3 separate regions of the Mus musculus genome follow, and regions 2 and 3 are each linked to region 1. The links are chromatin contacts, called in public ChIA-PET and HiChIP or PLAC-seq maps. All regions are on one chromosome and are shown on one strand. Each heading gives the region's core, a stretch centred on a gene start, on an enhancer-like site or on the middle of the called end of the contact. The rest is flanking DNA. Distances are from core to core; before and after follow the strand shown.

Region 1 (2,542 bases), core at 20-2,519:
GTGGGCAGTGAGACACCTGATCCACAAAGCGTTTGATAACAATGCGTACCACATTATCAGTACCCAGTGGCTCTTACAACTTTTTCGGGGCTTCATACAACGGGAAACCTATCTGGTGAGTCCATAATTTACTCTAGCACTATTTTTTTTTTCTTTTGGAAAAGTACCCTAGTGACGTCCAAAAGATTGTACATCTTCGGCTCCAATCCAGAACCGAAAGCTCCGTCTCCAGTTCAGAATCCAAAGGCTTGTGCATGGTGGGCTGGTCGCACACCTCGAGGTCTGGGGTGGAGGGAAACGTCGGGGTGTGACAGCCGCCCGCTGGTCGTGTGATTGAACCGTAAAATTCCTACCTCGTGAGATGGTTCTAGGCTTAGGTGTGACAGATCTGGGAGGCGCTGGCGGAGGGCGAGAGCACGACAGCGATACGCGGTTTTAAGTTCCTGAGCGGCCACCCAGGGCTCGAAGGCGCACTCGGTGGCTTGGAGTTTAGTTAAAAGCGGTTTTTGTCTTGTTTTTACGAAACTCTTAAGATAGTCCCTGATTTGTTTCATCACTAGTGTGTCACCGGAGTAGTGTCCGAAAGCTGACCACCTCCACTGCCGCACAGGGGCCACGCAGGCACACACAGGAGCGCAAGACACAGCGGGGACTGGAACCGAGGAAGTAGAGAGCCTTGCGCCACGACGATCCTGCGCATGTGCCGGGGGAGAGGGAGGTAGAAGTTTCCGCATGCGCAGCAGGGTCGCGCGGGGGTGGGTGGGGGGAGGCAGGGACAGCTGTGGAGCCGGCCCGCGTTCCCGGCATGCCCCGGGGCGGCGGGGTTGGCTCTAACGAATTTGAATGAGGAGTCTCAGCGCTTTCGGCGCCATTTTCGAGTGATGCCTGATCTCATCAATCTAGCGGGAGGGAAGGGATAACCTGTCCGAGCCTAGCGCGACGCTAGGATCACGCCGGAAAATCCCCCAAAAATCATCAAAAAAATTAACTTAGAGCAGAGGGCAGTCGGTGGGGCTTCGCCAGATGCGGCGCAGTCGGTAAGAGCCTCAAGTAGCGAAGCGGGTCTCGAGAGGTGGCAGCGATGGGACCGGAGGACCGTGAGGGGAGCAGGGACCGGACTCGGGGTCTGCCCTCACTTTCGCGGCAGAAGCTCCCCCAGGGGATCCGGTTGCTGTAAGTTGGGTGTCCTCGGATGGGCGGCGTCCGGCCGCGCTCGGGTGGCGGGAGCGCGGAGCTGGGGGAGGGGAGGCGCGGTTTGAGCGGGACACGGCCGAGCGGCCGCCGCCCGACCTGTCAGCGCGAGCGGCCGGGGAGCTAGGCCGGCGCGGCAGGGTCGCCCGCGACAGGCGCCCGCCCGCCCTCCCCGGTGTGCACGGCGGTCCGGGCGCAGGCCGTCTCCTGCCGGGAAACTTGGGTCGCGGGAGAGACGGCTGCCCGCGGCCCCCGAGGTGCGCTGCGGAGTGCGGGGAAGAAACGACGCCGGCCGGGCCGGTCCCGGGCCGGATCCCGACCCCGGGCGCGGCGGATGGATGGATGGCCGCATCCAGCTGGGTCATTTTGTCGTTGCTCTCCCGGCGGTCCCCTCTCTCGCTCGAGGGGGAGGGGTGTCGGGGTGAAGGGAAGGACGGGGCTGCGAGCTTGCGATTTCCTGGCGTCGGGCTCTTAGAAGACTTTTTCCTTCTCCGGTCCTTGAATCGCAGCGTCTCAAGGAAAAGTAGCGTGAAACTTGGTGTCTCCTGCCGACAAGCCTTTGCACCTACGATTTAACGGTCATTTTGCAGTCCTCAACTTTCCTTGGGTACTCCTGACGCTGAGGCGGAAGAAAGCGGAGTTGTCTTTCCTTTGGGGGGGGGGTTTCTTTCTTTCTTTCTTTCTTTCTTTTTTTTCTTCGTTGGCTGTTGGCTTTTTGTCAACCCAGAGTCGACAGCTCTTGAATGAGCCAGTGACAGCTTTGACTTTAGGTAATGCTCGCTAGGTACTAGTCTTTGTGAAGAGTCCACGTTAAACTCTTGTGTCGCTTTCCTCCCTCAGCACCCCTAGATTAACCCTTAGCTCATGGGACGTTCTGCGGGAGGGTCGCACGGACCTGCCTTAGTGATCCTCTGCGGATGCTTTTGCTGCAGCTTCTCGGTTATTCGCCGAGGACTCAGGCTTCAGGAGACCCTCGGTGACTTGCTAGTCAGAGCAGGCCCCCTACAGAGCTTTCTCCCTCTGGAATTTTATCAGAACCCTGGATTTGGTGTGTGTCTGTGAAAACTGGGGGACCCGCCCTCATTTAGATCCCTTCCAGAAGAGTAGGAGCGCAATGTGATGTTTTTCAAATTGAGTCTAACGGAGCTCCCAAACGCCGGGCTTCTTACCCACTGATTGGCTGGAAGGAAGCGGGACTGGGGGGTTTGAATGTTGATCCCAGAGCTGATAATTCTTGACCTACGAAAAACTGTGTTTAGACAGAGAACTATTCAAATAAATACAAAATGTAAAATCGGAGTTTTTTTTTTAAGTTAGTACATAATAGAGTTGTTTCTTCCGTAAAAGCCTT
Region 2 (2,542 bases), core at 24-2,523, 370 kb before region 1:
CCCCTACTTCTACTAGGGAATTTTGGTATCTCCATTTGTTTTATTAAAACCTAACTACCCATTAAGATTATACCAGGTATAGTGGTATGATCATGTTATGCCCATAGGGGCTAGAGTCAGGGGATGGGTATTAGTCATCCTGTTAGGACAGTGCGGCAGGAGCCGGAGATACAGTTCCATGCTTCCCACCCACAGCATCCAGGGTTCCTTTCAGAGACCTCTACTCAAGTAAAAATTAGTTTCCAAGTGAGAATATGTTTGAAGAATACCTACGAGCTGCCTCAGTTCTTGTGTCCCCAGATAAGAAGCAGGAGACGACTTAGTTGGAGCCAAACCAGAGACCATTTACTAAGAGACAGTAAACTTCCCATTCGGAGGTCACAGGCCAAAGTAAAGAAGAAACTGAGTAGCTCAAGGAAACATTGCACACACAAAAGCATGGGGCTTTGCTGTCTTAGCACAGGCTTGCAGCTCAGTGTCCTAGCTCAGGCTTATCTGCGCTTGCATAGTCTGTTGCATTAGTTCCAAATAGAACTCCTCACAGCACATGTTCAACTATAGCATTTTTAAATCTCCACCCCAGGGTGTGTATGTTGAGATCCTATTATGAGAGGGGCTACTGTGGGGTACACCCACACCAGTGACACAAGCCCCTCTTAGACGGCCTAGCTGGAAGGTTCTTGGCCATCCTCTTTGCTCACTTGGTTTTTATACACTAACTCTGGAAGGCTTTGTACAAGGCCTTCTCAGATTTTACTGCCTGCCCTCTTCTCAATAGGAAGATGTTTGAACATAGATTTAAGCACAGATTAGAAAGACGGGCATCGGGGGCGGTAAGATGTACCCATCTGAGGCTGGCACATGCACCCACAGTGTCAGAAGTGTGCCTTGTTGTAACAGCGAATGTCTCACCTCTCCCATCCACACCGCAGCTGCAGTATGTAGAAAGTACTCAGATGAAAAGTGACACACGATGTATATGTCATATGTAGAATTTCATATGGCAGGGCACACACAGGAAAGCCTGGGTCACCCAAATGAGCCAGAACCCCACATGGGATGCCAGCATAAAATCTCAATTCCTGGCTCAGTGAGGCGGTGGTGTTAGTCTAGGGATCTTGATAGGGTTTTTTTTTTTCCCTGCCAATTAAAGAACTAAAAGGCTGGAAAGACCTCAAACAACCCAGGTAGCATCAGAGAAACCTCAAACACCACAGACAGAATCAACAGTTGAAAGAAAGTCTGTGTTTACCGGGAGCTGAGTAAGCACAGACATGAATCAGTCACACAGAAAAGACTCTGCAAAGCCAAGACTGAAAAATCCGTCTCCTTGGGGCCCAGGGCTTTTAAAGTCTCTGAGGAGTTTCCCTTCCCTAATATAGGCTTGATCCCTTTGAAGAAAGATTGGATAGTTGACTGGCCTTAAACTGTTGGATAATAGATGCTGATCTGCCCTTGAACCCCTTAAGCCTGTCCATCAGCAGGAGGCATGCTAGTGAGAGATAGGCTTTTGTTTTATGCTGCCAGGCATCTGTGTCAAGTCAAGAGGATGAGAAAGAAGCTCACCACCTTGAAAATTTGCCACCTTTAATACCTCTAGTATTAAAGTCCCTCTCCTTATCTGTCTGTCTATCCAGGAGTCTGTGTAACTCTCAGTTAGGTTGTAAAGCTCTGTCTGTTCTGACCTATCTCTCACTCTCAGCACACTCTTGGAAGTGTGCTGGTTTCAAAATATCTCTGTTTGGAAGTCTAGCCTTCCTTGACCTCTCAGTCTTTGCTTGCACTATCTGTATATCGCTCTGTACAATTCTTTGGTCTAGACAAAAGGATCTGGGCTGCAAAGGAGGTTAAGGGCTAGCTTTTAGTGTCAAGGTTGGCTTTTGTGATATTCCTAGGAAATTCAAAGTTCACAGGTGAAAAAGAAAGGCTTTACACATGTCTCATGGCTATTTTAACATTCTTACATGAAATACCATAATATAAAAGGAATATTGTCTCTGTATCAGCAACCTTCACAATGAGAGAGAGAGAGAAAGAGAGAGAGAGAGAGAGAGAGAGAGAGAGAGAGAGACTATGTGCAAGTGGGCATGCATGCACGTTCATTCATAAACATGGAGGCCAGAGGAAGGTATCAGTTTCCTCTTCTTTGAGACAGGGTCTCTCTGCAAGCCCCAGCAAATCTATCTCTGCCAAGCATGTGAATTACAGGTGCATGTGTGTGGCGCATGTTGCCTGGTGCCTATGAGACAGCAGAAATACCTGGGTGACCACTTGGTGAAGTGATGAGGGATATTGAAAATCTAGTCTTCTTCCTCTTCTTCTTCCTCCTCCTCCCCTTCTTCCACTTCTCCCTCTTTTTCATTTACTCTACTTCAAATGGTCACCTCTAGTTTTACCACAAAGAAGACATGACTTAACTGTGATTTAAAACATTGTGACCTTTCCTTTTAATTGAAAAACAAATTCTATAATATATTTTGATCATCTTTTCTCCCTCCTCCGACTTCTATATCATCCTCACCTCTCTACCCAACTTGTTATT
Region 3 (2,542 bases), core at 22-2,521, 320 kb after region 1:
ACCATGCCTCCAAAACAGGAACATCAACAAAAACGTGGTCTTTCTACTCCAACAGCAAGGATTACACACAATATTAGATGCATCCCCAGGAACATAAAAGATCTGAAAGTCACTCAGTTGAAGGTGAGCTATGCACAAATAATAATAATAATAATGATGATGATGATGATGATGATCTGTGTTTCTTAGTCACTTTTCTCCCGGCATAACAGAACACCATGACCAAGGTAACTTATAAAGGAAGTTATAATATAGTTATATATAACTTATAGTTGGAGGCTCATGGTTCATGATCATCATGGTGGGAAACATAGTGGGAGGCAGGCAGGCAGGCAGGCAGGCAGGGATGGTGCTGGGGCAGTAGCTGAGAGCTTGCACCGTGGTCTATGTGAGGCAGAGAGAAGAAAGAACACACTGAGAATAGCCTGGACTTTTGAAAACTTAAAGGCAGTCAGTCCTCTTCCAACAAGCCCACATTCCTAATCCTTCAAACAGTTCCACCAACTGGGGACCAAGCATTCTCACGTGAGCCTAGGGGGGGCCACTCTCATTCAAACCACCACAAAGTAATTTCCAATCACGTGGATCTACTCATTACACTTGAGTAGCCCTTAACGTCATCACTTATCTTGTAGCTTATGCACTGCTCTGTTTTTATATTTTACTGATTGGACCGTGCAGCTGATTGACAGCAGTTTGTCTTTTTATTATTGTTTTTGGTTGGTTGGTTGGTTGGTTTGGTTTGGTTTTCCAGACAGGGCTTCTCTGTGTAGCCCTGGCTGTCCTGGAACCTACTCTATAGACCTGACTGGCCTTGAACTCAGGTATCTGCCTGTTTTTGCCTTTGGTATGCTGGGATTAATGGTATGTGCCACCACTGACTGGTGTGATAGCAGTTACCTGTAATAACATAGCTTTCTAGAAAACTCTCAGGGATCCCCAAATTTTCAAATATAATCTGCACTTGTCCCCACAACTGTCTTTGTTGATGAAACCTTTTGCTGAAAAGTCCATTAAAATTTAATTTGCCTCTCATTTCTTGCCTGTGGTCCTGTGTTAAGAATGAAAGTGAATTGACCTTTGACATTCTTGCCTGTGTTTTGGTTTAGAGGTGTGTGTGTGTGTGTGTGTGTGTGTGTGTGTGTGTGTGTGTGTGTGTGTGTGTGTAGCAAATTTCCTCCATGTGCCACTGTGTGCCCAGGTCAAGCAAGAGCTGTCTCCAGTAATTCTCTTCCCATCTAGGGAATAGCACACACCACAGATACATGAGTTCCTTGTTAACAGCGCCATCTGGTGGCCTCCGAATAACAAGACAGCGCAGTATGGCAACTTGTGGTTGTGCAGACCGTATTCTAATACAGTAAAGCAGTTGCTTCTTGTGGCCTCATCAGCTCCCTTTCCCTGGAGCCTCCTTCCCCAGCAGCCCTTTCCCAGACTGCCCCTCACCCACTCGGCACGTTGGCTCCAGAAAGTTCAAGCTGGTCCCGTTGGCTCTGGGCCCTTCTGCCTGTAGCCTCCTGGGCAGTAGGGAAAGCTGCTAGTAGCAGCCTGGGTGGAGAAACGTGAACTTAACCTCGTGGGTTTGTGCCCGGGGCCACCTTGAACCAGGCCTGGCTGGGATTCTAGTGCTAGAAGGCCCGTGATTTACTGTCTCCCTGGGCAGCAGGTGGCCAGGGTATTTTTAGCATCTGGAGTTTTTAGGGCAAGGCTGGGGGAGGGTAGAACAGTGAGCTCCGAGGACATCGGTTCTTTCAAGGTCTGAGTTCAAAAATCTCCAGACAATGGGCCCTTCCCCTAACACTCTTGGGTTTGGGTGTAGGGTGTCCATGATAAAAGCCACGCACGCCGCCGCCGTTCATTTGCCTTTTCCATTTGTTAGGCAGTAAGTGGAAGAGAGAATGGAGTGGATTTGGGATGCCAACTTGGCAGGCATTCAAGGAAAGCCTGACTGTTGTTAGTGCCCAGCGCAGATCTGTCCCTCTTCAAAGCACTTCTGTTCGCTGTATTGTCCAGCCCTCATTAATCCCATGAACCCCAAAGACGATTATCATATTCTACCAAAGAACTTGGCAAGGAAAGCTGAGAGGTCTGCCTGGTGCCATGGGTACGGGAGGGAGGATCTGCGGCTACACTGCCACAGAGCTAGATCCTAGCTGTGTGCTCAGTGAGACTGGATTGGAACCGCTCGCTCTGCAAGAGGATTGGAACCGCTCGCTCTGCAAGAGGCGTGCTCCCCTGCCTCTTAGCTTTCTCCGGAATGGTTGGTACAGCGCTTAACATGTGCTCCTGTGAGACTGAGCACGTTAAAAACCCTCCTTAGACTGGCTTTCCTGCTTCAGCTCAAGCAGTTATTTATGGAACAGGCCCTGAGTGTATTCTATCATCATTGTCTTCCAGAGAGGGGGACATCTCAGAACAACCATAAAGGGGTGAGGGGTCAGCGACTCTCTGTTCCAGCCAGGAGAGGACCAGGGGATAGTCCTAAATCCAGGAGAGAGAATCCTCAATTATGTGAGCCCCCTTCCCCTTGCCTGACCCTCTG

Evidence for each region. ChIA-PET counts read pairs in DNA pulled down with a chosen protein or histone mark. HiChIP or PLAC-seq counts read pairs in DNA pulled down with a chosen protein or histone mark.
Region 2: an RNA polymerase II ChIA-PET map of memory CD8 T cells shows a contact between it and region 1, with 74 read pairs. The contact joins two enhancer-like sites. A contact is called at or near these places in 2 of 39 promoter capture datasets (the C10 cell line and liver), 1 of 15 datasets of contacts at CTCF or cohesin (the NIH/3T3 cell line), 1 of 484 Hi-C or Micro-C datasets (bone marrow-derived macrophages), 30 of 115 datasets of contacts at active chromatin or transcription factors (the 230-238 cell line, CD8 T cells, DN3 thymocytes and 21 more) and 1 of 9 other capture datasets (bone marrow-derived macrophages).
Region 3: a contact with region 1 is called in an H3K4me3 HiChIP or PLAC-seq map of forebrain, with 4 times the contacts expected there. The contact joins two enhancer-like sites. A contact is called at or near these places in 6 of 39 promoter capture datasets (the 3T3-L1 cell line, 3T3-L1-derived adipocytes, hippocampal neurons and 3 more), 1 of 15 datasets of contacts at CTCF or cohesin (the NIH/3T3 cell line), 13 of 484 Hi-C or Micro-C datasets (CD4 T cells, the N1E-115 cell line, cardiomyocytes and 8 more) and 11 of 115 datasets of contacts at active chromatin or transcription factors (astrocytes, bone marrow-derived macrophages, embryonic basal ganglia and 7 more).

Annotation. Positions count from the first base shown.
Region 1 is chr14:61,647,113-61,649,654 of GRCm38.p6, reverse strand. All of the region lies in intron 1 of Dleu2 (deleted in lymphocytic leukemia, 2), which reads left to right. Among named protein-coding and RNA genes, the nearest start is that of Mir15a, 16 kb to the right of the region's middle. Within about 2 kb of position 1,269, at least 436 of the 459 cell types and tissues checked have an H3K27ac peak or open chromatin away from gene starts, as enhancers often do. A contact at or near this core is called in the N1E-115 cell line, astrocytes, bone marrow-derived macrophages and 6 more, where this site is marked.
Region 2 is chr14:62,015,767-62,018,308 of GRCm38.p6, reverse strand. No RefSeq gene overlaps it. Among named protein-coding and RNA genes, the nearest start is that of Gm35307, 18 kb to the left of the region's middle. Within about 2 kb of position 1,273, at least 12 of the 459 cell types and tissues checked have an H3K27ac peak or open chromatin away from gene starts, as enhancers often do. A contact at or near this core is called in memory CD8 T cells, where this site is marked.
Region 3 is chr14:61,330,235-61,332,776 of GRCm38.p6, reverse strand. No RefSeq gene overlaps it. Among named protein-coding and RNA genes, the nearest start is that of Gm25716, 12 kb to the left of the region's middle. Within about 2 kb of position 1,271, at least 57 of the 459 cell types and tissues checked have an H3K27ac peak or open chromatin away from gene starts, as enhancers often do. A contact at or near this core is called in the N1E-115 cell line, astrocytes, bone marrow-derived macrophages and 5 more, where this site is marked.